Regions from separate parts of the Mus musculus genome. Here all the other regions are linked to region 3. The links are chromatin contacts, called in public Hi-C and Micro-C maps. All regions are on one chromosome and are shown on one strand. Each heading gives the region's core, a stretch centred on a gene start, on an enhancer-like site or on the middle of the called end of the contact. The rest is flanking DNA. Distances are from core to core; before and after follow the strand shown.

Region 1 (3,033 bases), core at 440-2,939, 120 kb before region 3:
TGTGTAAGAGAAAGAACAAGATTGAGCAAGCAAAGGAGAGAGAAGGAAGGTGGGCAAAATAGTTTTAACCTTTATAGTCATAGTGAAACATACACACAATCCCAGTACATGGGAGATAGAAGCTGGAGGATCAGGAGTTCAAGGCCAGCCTTAGGTAGATACTAAGTTTGAGGCCAGTCTTTGACTAAATGAGACTCTATCTCAAAGAAAACAAACAAACAAAAAAACTTACTAAATGTTCAGAAAGAGAAAAGCTGGGCTGCACTTGGTGGCACAGGACTTTAATCCAGAACTTGGGTGGAGGAGTCAGGTAGCTCTCTGTGAATTCCAGCCGACTGTGAATTCCAAGCCAGCCTGTGCTACCTGAGACTCTGTCTCAACAAACAAACAAACAAACACAAACAAAAACACCCAAACCAATTTTAGAATAGAAAAGGGACTTGATTTCATATGTAATATATTCTGGATGTTTTTATTACATTTATTTTATTTATTAATGGAGAGAGAGAGAGAGAGAGAGAGAGAGAGAGAGAGTCAGGACAACTATCCAGACATGATTAGGTATCTCTTTCCACCAAGTGGGTGTTGGGAATTGAACTCACTCAGACTTAATGGCATTGACTTTACCTGCTGAGCCATCTGCCCAGCCCTACTTGTAGGTTATTTTTTTTTTTCTGCTTGTTGGTTGGCTTTATTTTTTACAGTTCTTAGGATCAAACCCAGGCTCTCTTAAATCCTAGGCAGAAGCCCTGCCACCGAGTCACCCTAGCCATTTAGTTATTGCTACTTTTCCTTGTCCTCTTTCCTCTTCACCTCCTGTTCTTTTGCCCTTAAGAAGAGTGAAGGCCCAGGGGGCCCACCCAGGACCACGGTGCCCTGGGCAGGAGTGGCTCTCTAATTCCACCTGCTCTGCAGTGCTCTCATTTGTAAGTTCTAATAAATAATTTGCAGGACTGGACTCTAGCACAGCAGTAGACAGGACATCCCACCCGCAACATGTGCTAGGCTTTGGGTACAAATGCCAGCACCTGAAAATAAATAGAAAACAAACAAACAAACAAACAAACAAACACCCAAACCACTTTGCAGATCTGTGGTACAGACTGGATAATGTTAGCATAGGCCCAGAACTCTATCCTGTACCTGTAATGAACACAGTTGCTTTTAGATGAGTTGCCTGAGGCTAGACTTCTGAGAGAACCCAGTCAGAAGTCCAGAGTCTACATTCCACCACACCAGCTTGAGTCACCAAGTAGTGACAAAGCAGGAAAGTGGCCCATATACTACAGACCTGCCTCTCCCATAGGCACTCATGTTCGGGAGGGACACCTATTGTTTTTGTCTGCCTAGCAACCATTCCCTTTTATTTTGGGAACCTCTTGGCATGTGAGGTTCGGATAGATTTCACACCATTCCCAGGCCTAAGGCTGAGTATATGACTCAGGTTGATCCTTGACAGCATTGTGGAGGGGGGAGATTTCTTTGTATTGAGGTTATTGAGCGGGTGGAATGTATGCCTAGGGCCAGTGGGAAGAGTCTTTGCCATTTTAGGGTCTGAGAGCAGAACTTGCAGATAAAGACCAACAGGTTCTAACACCCTCGGCTAATCAGTTAGATACAGCTGTGCCTGAAGCTGTCGTCTGCTGGGTTTCCCCTACTCGCTGATCCAGGGCCTGTCCCCAGCCAAAGTCCTCACTGATTACGCCAAGGCTTATCTGGCACCTAGGCTCAACGTGTACCTTAAAGCACTTCAGATTGACTCAACAATGTAAATACCAAAGCGGCAGAAACAAATAAAACCAATACTTTCTCTTTCTCTCTTTCATCTTGTATATTGAGAACAATGGGAGGGCCCTACCAATTGCTAGATTCATGTAGTAACAACGGTCTTTTTTCTATATTACCACTTTCTTGTTTTGTTTTGTTCTGTTTTGTTTTGTTTTGAGATAGGATTTCTCTGTATAGCCCTGACTGTCCAGGAAATCACTCTGTAGACCAGGCTGGCCTCGAACTCAGAAATCCATCTGCCTCTGCCTCCCAAGTGCTGGGATTAAAGGTGTGTGCCACCACTGCCCGGCACCACTTTCTTATTTTTTGGCGACAGAGTCTTGTGTAACTCTGGCTAGTCCCAAACTTTCATACCAAGGGTGGCCTTGAACTTTTGATTCCACCAACTTCCAATTGGACTACCAAAGGAGCTACATCCCCAGCTCCCTCCCTTCTTTTGAAGATGAGGTTTTCCTTTGTAGCATAAGCTAGAGTCGAACTCAAATCTTCCTGCCTCAGCCTCCCAAGTGCTAGGATTACGGGTGTGTAGTGCTTACATTCCTACACTACACATGCTTACTTTACCATTTATGGATGACCAGACTGACTGCACACACTTGGCTACCTTTGGGCCAGTGCCATGATTGTGCCCATCCAACCTGAGTCAGCTTCATGAAAATGAAAATGTGTTGTTCCAGTTCTGATGTCCCTCGGAGAATACGAGATACCACCATGAAATGTAAGGAAACAAAATTATGTTTTTCTTCATAGTTTGGAATTGTATTTGTGCCTGGAGGTGTCCATTGTCATGATCAGTGAATAAGTATCAGCCCTCCATTCCAGGAGCCAGTCTCCTGAGCTCTGCTAGCACCATCAAGATAAGAGGACCCATTCCTTCATTTCTTAAATACTTAGCATTCCAACGAAGATTGAAGAAGTCCTCTCCTCTCTTCTCTGAGGATGCTCACCTTCCTGTTCTTTATTAAGGACAGACAAGTTGTGGCATCTCAGGTCTTGACCTTGGCGTTGTGTTCAGCTAGAGATCCCGTCTGTTGGGGGAGTTGAGCCACTGAGTCACGGAGAGGAAATCGCCCCACCACACCTCACCTCATGGCTGAGAAGCCAGACTGAGAAGCTCAGCCGGCTGGAGACCTGTCAGCCCCTGAGAGGACAGGCTGGGCTGGGAGGGTTGCTCCATGCAGATGGTCACCCCATGATGACCTCATCTGCCCCGCTGGTGACTCACCTCCCAATTCTCTCTCCTAC
Region 2 (3,027 bases), core at 488-2,987, 68 kb after region 3:
TTTAGGTTCAATGCACTTTAGTGTTCACCTGTCACAGGTTCAAGGCTTATAATTGCACTTACTGCTGCTCTCTTTTGGAGCAAGATTCAAGATAGGAAAAGGAGTGTTTCCTTGGGTGTGTGACATAGCAGAGGGAAGAAGAAGCCATGGGTAAGAAGAGGAAGGTGGGGACTGTAGTGTTTGTCTGTGGTGTGCTGTGAGAATTATACATGCAAAGGGCCGGGCACTGTGCCTGGTGTAAGGGCATCCTTTAACAGGTAGCAATTGTGATTCTCCTTAGAAAGAGACTCACTGAGATCTGGAACAGTGACTGCCAGTTTTTCCCCTAGACTTGAAGTCCTGCTCATCTTACCCCACCCCTATTTCCTGGTTCAGATGTTGGGTTATTTTGATGAAGAAAGCTAGATGCTGTCATGACTCAGTATTAGTCAGCGTTGCCACTTGCCTTGGGTGGTTTGCTTCAACCCTCCAGGCCTCAGTTATCTCCTAGCAAGACTGTGCCTTCTTTTGGGAAGTTGTGGGATGAACTTAAATAAGTGGCAACATTGCTGTCAGATAGCAAGCAACTCAATGCAGGGGGAGCTTGATCCTATTTGCCTGTACCAGGTCCTTGTCCTGCCTCACATCAATTTTCCGTTTGCTGTTTACTCTCCATCCTCAGGTCTCAGTTTGAACGGCAGCTTCTTAAGGAGGACTTCTTTGGTCATGACATGTGTGCAAAGACGTCTTCCTGTTACCTTTCAACAATTCTGCTATACACTTATGCCTGTATTATGCACGTTTGTCATCTGTCTTCCCTGTCACACCCTTAACTGTATGATGTCAGAGCAGCCCCTCTCTTGCTTTCTGTAGTACACCTAGTGCCAAGCACATCCTATGTCTGCAGGGGACAGTTATTGAATGAATCATAATTATAATTGGTGTGACAAAAGGCTGAGGCAGTATTAAGGTGGGTTTCTGACAATTTAAACTTTCAAGTAGGCTATCCTTAATTGGGTATAATCTTAAGCAAACCCCCAAGTACCAAATTCTCCCTTTTTATAATTACAGGCAGGCTCCGGAATTCTGATGCTTCGGAAATGGGAGGGGACATCCAGTGTCTAGATGGGTTATTTGCATTTTAATTTTATTCCCGTATTGTCTCCTCTCTTGCTGGAATACCCTTTATGAGTTTTAGGCTTTTTCTTTTGCCAACCATGCACCAGTTTTTCTATCAAAAATGACTAATACTGTCCAGCATGTACCATGTGCCAAGCACCCTGCCAAGGCCTTCACATGTGATTCACTACAGTCACGCTTTGAGTTCAAGTCATGATTTCCATTTTCAGAAAATAGCATTGGACTATGACAATGGTTTTTGGGGAGAGAGAGGGGGGTGAGATAGAAGGAGAGGGAGGAGGTGAGGGTGGAGAGAGAGGGATCAAGAGCAGATAGAGATGAGAGAGACAGAGAGAGACAGAGAGAAAGAGAATGAATACTGGCAAGAATGGATATGGAAGAAATGATGATCAGAGCTGGGTATTATAACAGAGGGGTCAAACAAGCATAAAAGAGAAATTCCAAGTCCAAGACGTTCACTTAAGAACTCTGACATCCGGAGATAAGCAGCAGATGTGCCAAGGGTTTGCCCTCAAGCGCCACTGACACGGAGATCTTGGCTGTGTTCTGCTGGAGTTAGCATGGCGTGCCCTACTTAAGGTTTACTGGTGAGGAGGAGGCAAGGAACACCCATCACCGAGAAGCCCAGGCAGGCAGAGGCCTGCAAAAGTCTCTTTCCTTTACTTCCTCACAGAGGGCGACTCAGTAGTAAAGGGACCAGCGGAATCAGATGCATCTTCCCAAGGCTCCTTCACCAAGACTGTTCTTTGAAAATGGGACAGAAACCTCTGAAATGCCAAGTGATAGGGTTTTTGCCAAGGCAACAGAATGCTAAGGACTTCAAGCAAAGATTCTTATTACAAAAAGGTGCTAAATTCTGGAATCGAGTTTAATTATACCTGAGGTATTTCTGACTTGCTGTGTGGGTGGAGGCTCTGCCTCTCTTTCTATTGCTGCTATTATCACATGGCTGTACAGCTTAATTTTTCCCACCATGGAGCTTTTTAGTCAACTTTCCAGTCTCTCCCAGCCAACTACCCCTGGGAGGTAGTCTCTGACAAAGAACTCACCCGCCAACAAAAGTTGCTCCCCACTCTAGTCTCTATTAGCAATCAGGTTATCTGCCCTGGGTAATCATCAGGTTTAATCATTCGTGAGTCAATTGCCAGGACGGTGTGGGGGCCAGCGTCATATACTCCAGAGGCCAAATCTGTGAAGCACGGATGTGCGTGTCAAAGCAACACTGGCTGAAAAGTGCTTTTTGTGTTGGCTTTGGGAGTGGGGAGACATGGAAAATGTGGATCGCAGCTCACCCTGCCTAATGGGAGCCCTCCTGATGGATCCGCTCTTCTTTTAGAGATGCTAGAATTCCTTTATTGCTGTATATGCTATGCTCCATCTCTCAACTTCGGCTGCTCTCCATTTTTTTGCAGGCCGCCTCTGAATAATTTACAATCAAGCATTTCTCAGTGCTTCTGCAGGTCAGCAGGTGCACCATTGATGGAGTTATTTTCTCTATCAGTACATCCAGCAGCGGTTAGCGCTGGTGTGTGTGTGTGTGTGTGTGTGTGTGTGTGTGTGTGTGTGAGAGAGAGAGAGAGAGAGAGACAGAGAGAGAGAGAGAGACAGAGACAGAGACAGAGACAGAGACACAGAGAGAGAGACAGAGAGAGAGAGAAAGAGAAAGAGAGAGACAGAGAGAGAGAGAGAGAGAGACAGACAGACAGACAGACACACACACACACACAGAATGTGTGTGGCATGGCAAATAAAGGCCATATTTGTTGTTGTTGTTTGTTTCCTTGTGTCAAACCTTGAACCTCATTCAGAGGAAATCCACTGGCCTTAATGTGAAAGCAAAGCCTGTTGGGTCTCAGGAAGTCTTTGCTCTTTGCTAGCTCAGCAGCTTTTCTCGCTTGCTTTACTCCT
Region 3 (3,082 bases), core at 84-2,583:
TGCAAGCTACATTTCAGCTAAAATTTGCACAGAAGTAGCTTATGGAGGAAACAAAGCATAGCTTTAATGTCCATTTTCAGTTTGTGTTAGCTTCAGGGAGGCAGAAACTAGTAGTTCCGTGTCAAGGACTGGAATCAGTTGGTCTTATACAAGTTTATCCAGTCCAGTAACTTCTTCCCCCTCCCCCCTTTTTTTTTGTATACTGCTCAGGCCTTTGTATCTCACAAAATAAGCTCTCCCAACCCAAAGAACTTAAATTGTTGCTGGCTGCTCTGTTGTACCCTATCACATTGCAGGGACAATTCTGACCCCAAAATGGAAGGAGAATGGTCCAGGATTTACCTAAGTCCTCCCTGTCATTGCCTTCAGGTTGGTGACAGGCATTACTGATTTCGTTACTTCCCCTATTTTTTTTTTTTTTTTTTACTTTTTTATTTTTATGTTTTGCAAGTTTGATAGACACAGGGTATAATCTTAGGAAAGGCAAAACTTTTACAGGCGCTCCAAGTGTTGAAAGCCACAGCCCTTAAAAAACGAAATCAGTAACCTTAATTATAGGAATTAGCACTTGGATGGGATTAAACCCCCAATCTGCCCTACATTTCCAAGGTCGCCTCTGCCTAGCACTGCGATGAGATGATAGGACTGTCAGGAAAAGATGTTTAAATGGTTCTGATGAAAATGATCTGGTGTTAGTTCCCCCTCCCGCCTTGTTGGGATTGGATGTGATCTTGGAGTATTTTAGAAGTATTATGAATTTTTTTTTTCCAAGTTAAGGCGTTCCAATAACAAAACAAAAAATCTGGACATTTCGTGCGGTCTGGACCAGGGAGTCCCACTCCCACCAAGTTAAAAACCTTTCCTAGATATTCGTAAGTACTTCCTTTGCCTAAAGGCCCTGGCCCTTACCTTTCTCACACCTACTACTCCATACCTGGACGGGCTTTCTCCCATCCATCTTCTGTTCAGGGACACCATTTACCCGGGCTAGGGCGGGTCAGAGGCCATGTCTGTGTCCGGCTCCCGGAGCTCCCGTGCCGCGCTCCTATTGGCTGGAAGTTCTTTCCCCAAAAGCCAGAGCGACCTAGGCTCGCCACGCCAGCTAGACCAGACTCGGAACCGCCCAGGGGGCGTGGCCCAGTGGCAGGGCGGGGCCTTGCAGTCCGGGCGGCCTATAGAGCCGGAGGGAGTCCCCGGCCGCGCCCCTCGAGGCCGGGCCGGTGGAGGCCAATCCCCGGCGGCCGGCGGGCGAACGCGGGGCCAGGCGGGCCGGTCCCGTCCGCGGGGCGGGGGACAATGGACCAGTTCCTGGTGCGTCACGAGGGAGTTCCTTAAAGGGGAAGTGAGCGGGCTCCCGGCGGACGCGCGGGGAGGCGGTCGGCTGGGGACGCGCCCGGCGCTTCAAAATAATGCCCGCGGCGGACGCGCGACCATGCAATGGCGAGCGCTTGTCCTGGGGCTGGTGCTGCTGCGCCTCGGCCTCCACGCGGTGCTCTGGTTGGTCTTCGGGCTGGGGCCCAGCATGGGCTTCTACCAGCGGTTTCCGCTCAGCTTCGGCTTCCAGCGCTTGAGGGACCCCGACGGCTCGGGGCCAGTTGGTCCGCCCGGAGGCCCGGCCTGGCTTCATCGGCCAAGGCGCGGAACGGAGGGGCGGCTTGAGACCCCGCCAGAGCCGGGACCGACGCCGGGACCGGGCGTGTGCGGCCCGGCGCACTGGGGCTATGCCCTGGGCGGCGGTGGCTGCGGCCCGGACGAGTACGAGCGGCGCTACAGCGGCGCCTTCCCGCCGCAGCTGCGTGCCCAGATGCGCGACCTGGCGCGGGGCATGTTCGTCTTCGGCTATGACAACTACATGGCGCACGCCTTTCCGCAGGACGAGCTCAACCCCATCTACTGCCGCGGCCGGGGGCCTGACCGCGGAGACCCGTGAGTAGCCCGCGCGCTGCCTTCCGCCCCTCCGGGTCCCTGAGAACACACCAGGGTCTTTAAGGTCCGCAGTAGTCCGAGGTTCCTCCTCTCCTTACCCCAGTGGACTGCCATCCCCTTGATTCTCCCTGACCCTCCAAACTTCAGGACAGCTGTCCTTGTCATTTTCTGTTGCAAATGGGGAAACTGAGTCCCAGAGACCGGAAGGGACAATCACAGTATCCCTTGCTCCAGATAGACACATATCTAAGTGCTGGTTATATAGGTTTCCTTTGGAAAACTCCGCTTCAAAACGAAGCCTCCCCACTCCTGATCAGAATGCCACACCCAAAGCTTTAATAAGGTTAAGGAGCGGGTTCCTAGAAAGGGGCCATCTAGTGAGTTGGACGCCCGGATTGGGATGAGGCGTTAAGTGTTTCTCCTTTCCAGGGGCCGCAGCCTAGACTGAGGGGAGCTTATTGGCAGGAATGGTAGTTGCCTGGCCCAGATTGGCGATCTGGATACTTGAAGGATGATTTCTTAGGCGCAGAGTTGACTGACACCGTCATTGCTTGGTACCATCGTAAACACCAGTGGGGTGATGGTGCTGTCAGAAGGTCAACTAGTCCTCGCAGCCCACTAGCCACGTATGGGAAGGTGGAGTTCCGGGGTTACTCGAGTGGACTTCAAAGTCCAAGACAGCAGGACACCCAGCCAAGTTCCTCCTCCCTGAAGGGTGTGCGTTGCCACAGACCAAGTCAGGCTGGTTGGTGACTGTCGTGTTTCCCTCTCCTTAGATGGGAGTGGAGTTATTAGGTTGTTTGTTGTCTTGGCATTCTACATGGACACCCTTGGACATCTGGCATGTGCATTTCCCTTTACCTTATGGAAGCCAGGAAGGATTCTTAGTTTCAAAAAGGAAAGCTAAGGGCTGATGAGATGACTCAGCCAGTAAGGGCCCTTGGCACTGTGCTCAGACGGGAGTTTGATTCCCCAGGACCCACATGGAAGAAGGAGAAAGAACCGAAGAGACTCCTGCAGTTGTCCTCTGACCTCTACTCGCACTCCGTGACTCCCCCACACAGCTAGCTAGTACTCTAAAAGTGCAGGAAGAGCTATAAAAAGTGGGTTGGTTATCTGTAGATTTGTGTCTGAATTTGCAGCCCGATGAGCTTTA

Evidence for each region. A called contact is a pair of places that touch in the nucleus more often than the background predicts.
Region 1: a contact with region 3 is called in a Hi-C map of Th1 cells, with 5 times the contacts expected there. The contact joins the enhancer-like site here to the promoter of Edem1 in region 3. A contact is called at or near these places in 3 of 484 Hi-C or Micro-C datasets (CD4 T cells, Th1 cells and embryonic stem cells), 2 of 115 datasets of contacts at active chromatin or transcription factors (effector CD8 T cells and extraembryonic endoderm stem cells) and 2 of 9 other capture datasets (adipose tissue and liver).
Region 2: a contact with region 3 is called in a Micro-C map of muscle stem cells, with 2.9 times the contacts expected there. The contact joins the enhancer-like site here to the promoter of Edem1 in region 3. A contact is called at or near these places in 1 of 39 promoter capture datasets (macrophages), 2 of 484 Hi-C or Micro-C datasets (both in muscle stem cells), 3 of 115 datasets of contacts at active chromatin or transcription factors (bone marrow-derived macrophages, embryonic stem cells and microglia) and 2 of 9 other capture datasets (adipose tissue and pancreatic islet).

The regions. Positions count from the first base shown.
Region 1 is chr6:108,703,227-108,706,259 of GRCm38.p6, forward strand. No RefSeq gene overlaps it. Among named protein-coding and RNA genes, the nearest start is that of Gm35359, 27 kb to the right of the region's middle. Within about 2 kb of position 1,690, at least 77 of the 459 cell types and tissues checked have an H3K27ac peak or open chromatin away from gene starts, as enhancers often do. A contact at or near this core is called in Th1 cells, embryonic stem cells, extraembryonic endoderm stem cells and 1 more, where this site is marked.
Region 2 is chr6:108,894,909-108,897,935 of GRCm38.p6, forward strand. No RefSeq gene overlaps it. Among named protein-coding and RNA genes, the nearest start is that of Gm6749, 16 kb to the left of the region's middle. Within about 2 kb of position 1,738, at least 30 of the 459 cell types and tissues checked have an H3K27ac peak or open chromatin away from gene starts, as enhancers often do. A contact at or near this core is called in muscle stem cells, where this site is marked.
Region 3 is chr6:108,827,308-108,830,389 of GRCm38.p6, forward strand. Edem1 (ER degradation enhancer, mannosidase alpha-like 1) reads left to right here and starts at 1,334. Exons shown (of 12, transcript NM_138677.2): 1 at 1,334-1,926. The coding sequence starts at 1,433. Gm35417 (a long non-coding RNA gene) reads right to left here and starts at 969. Exons shown (of 2, transcript XR_377956.4): 1 at 910-969.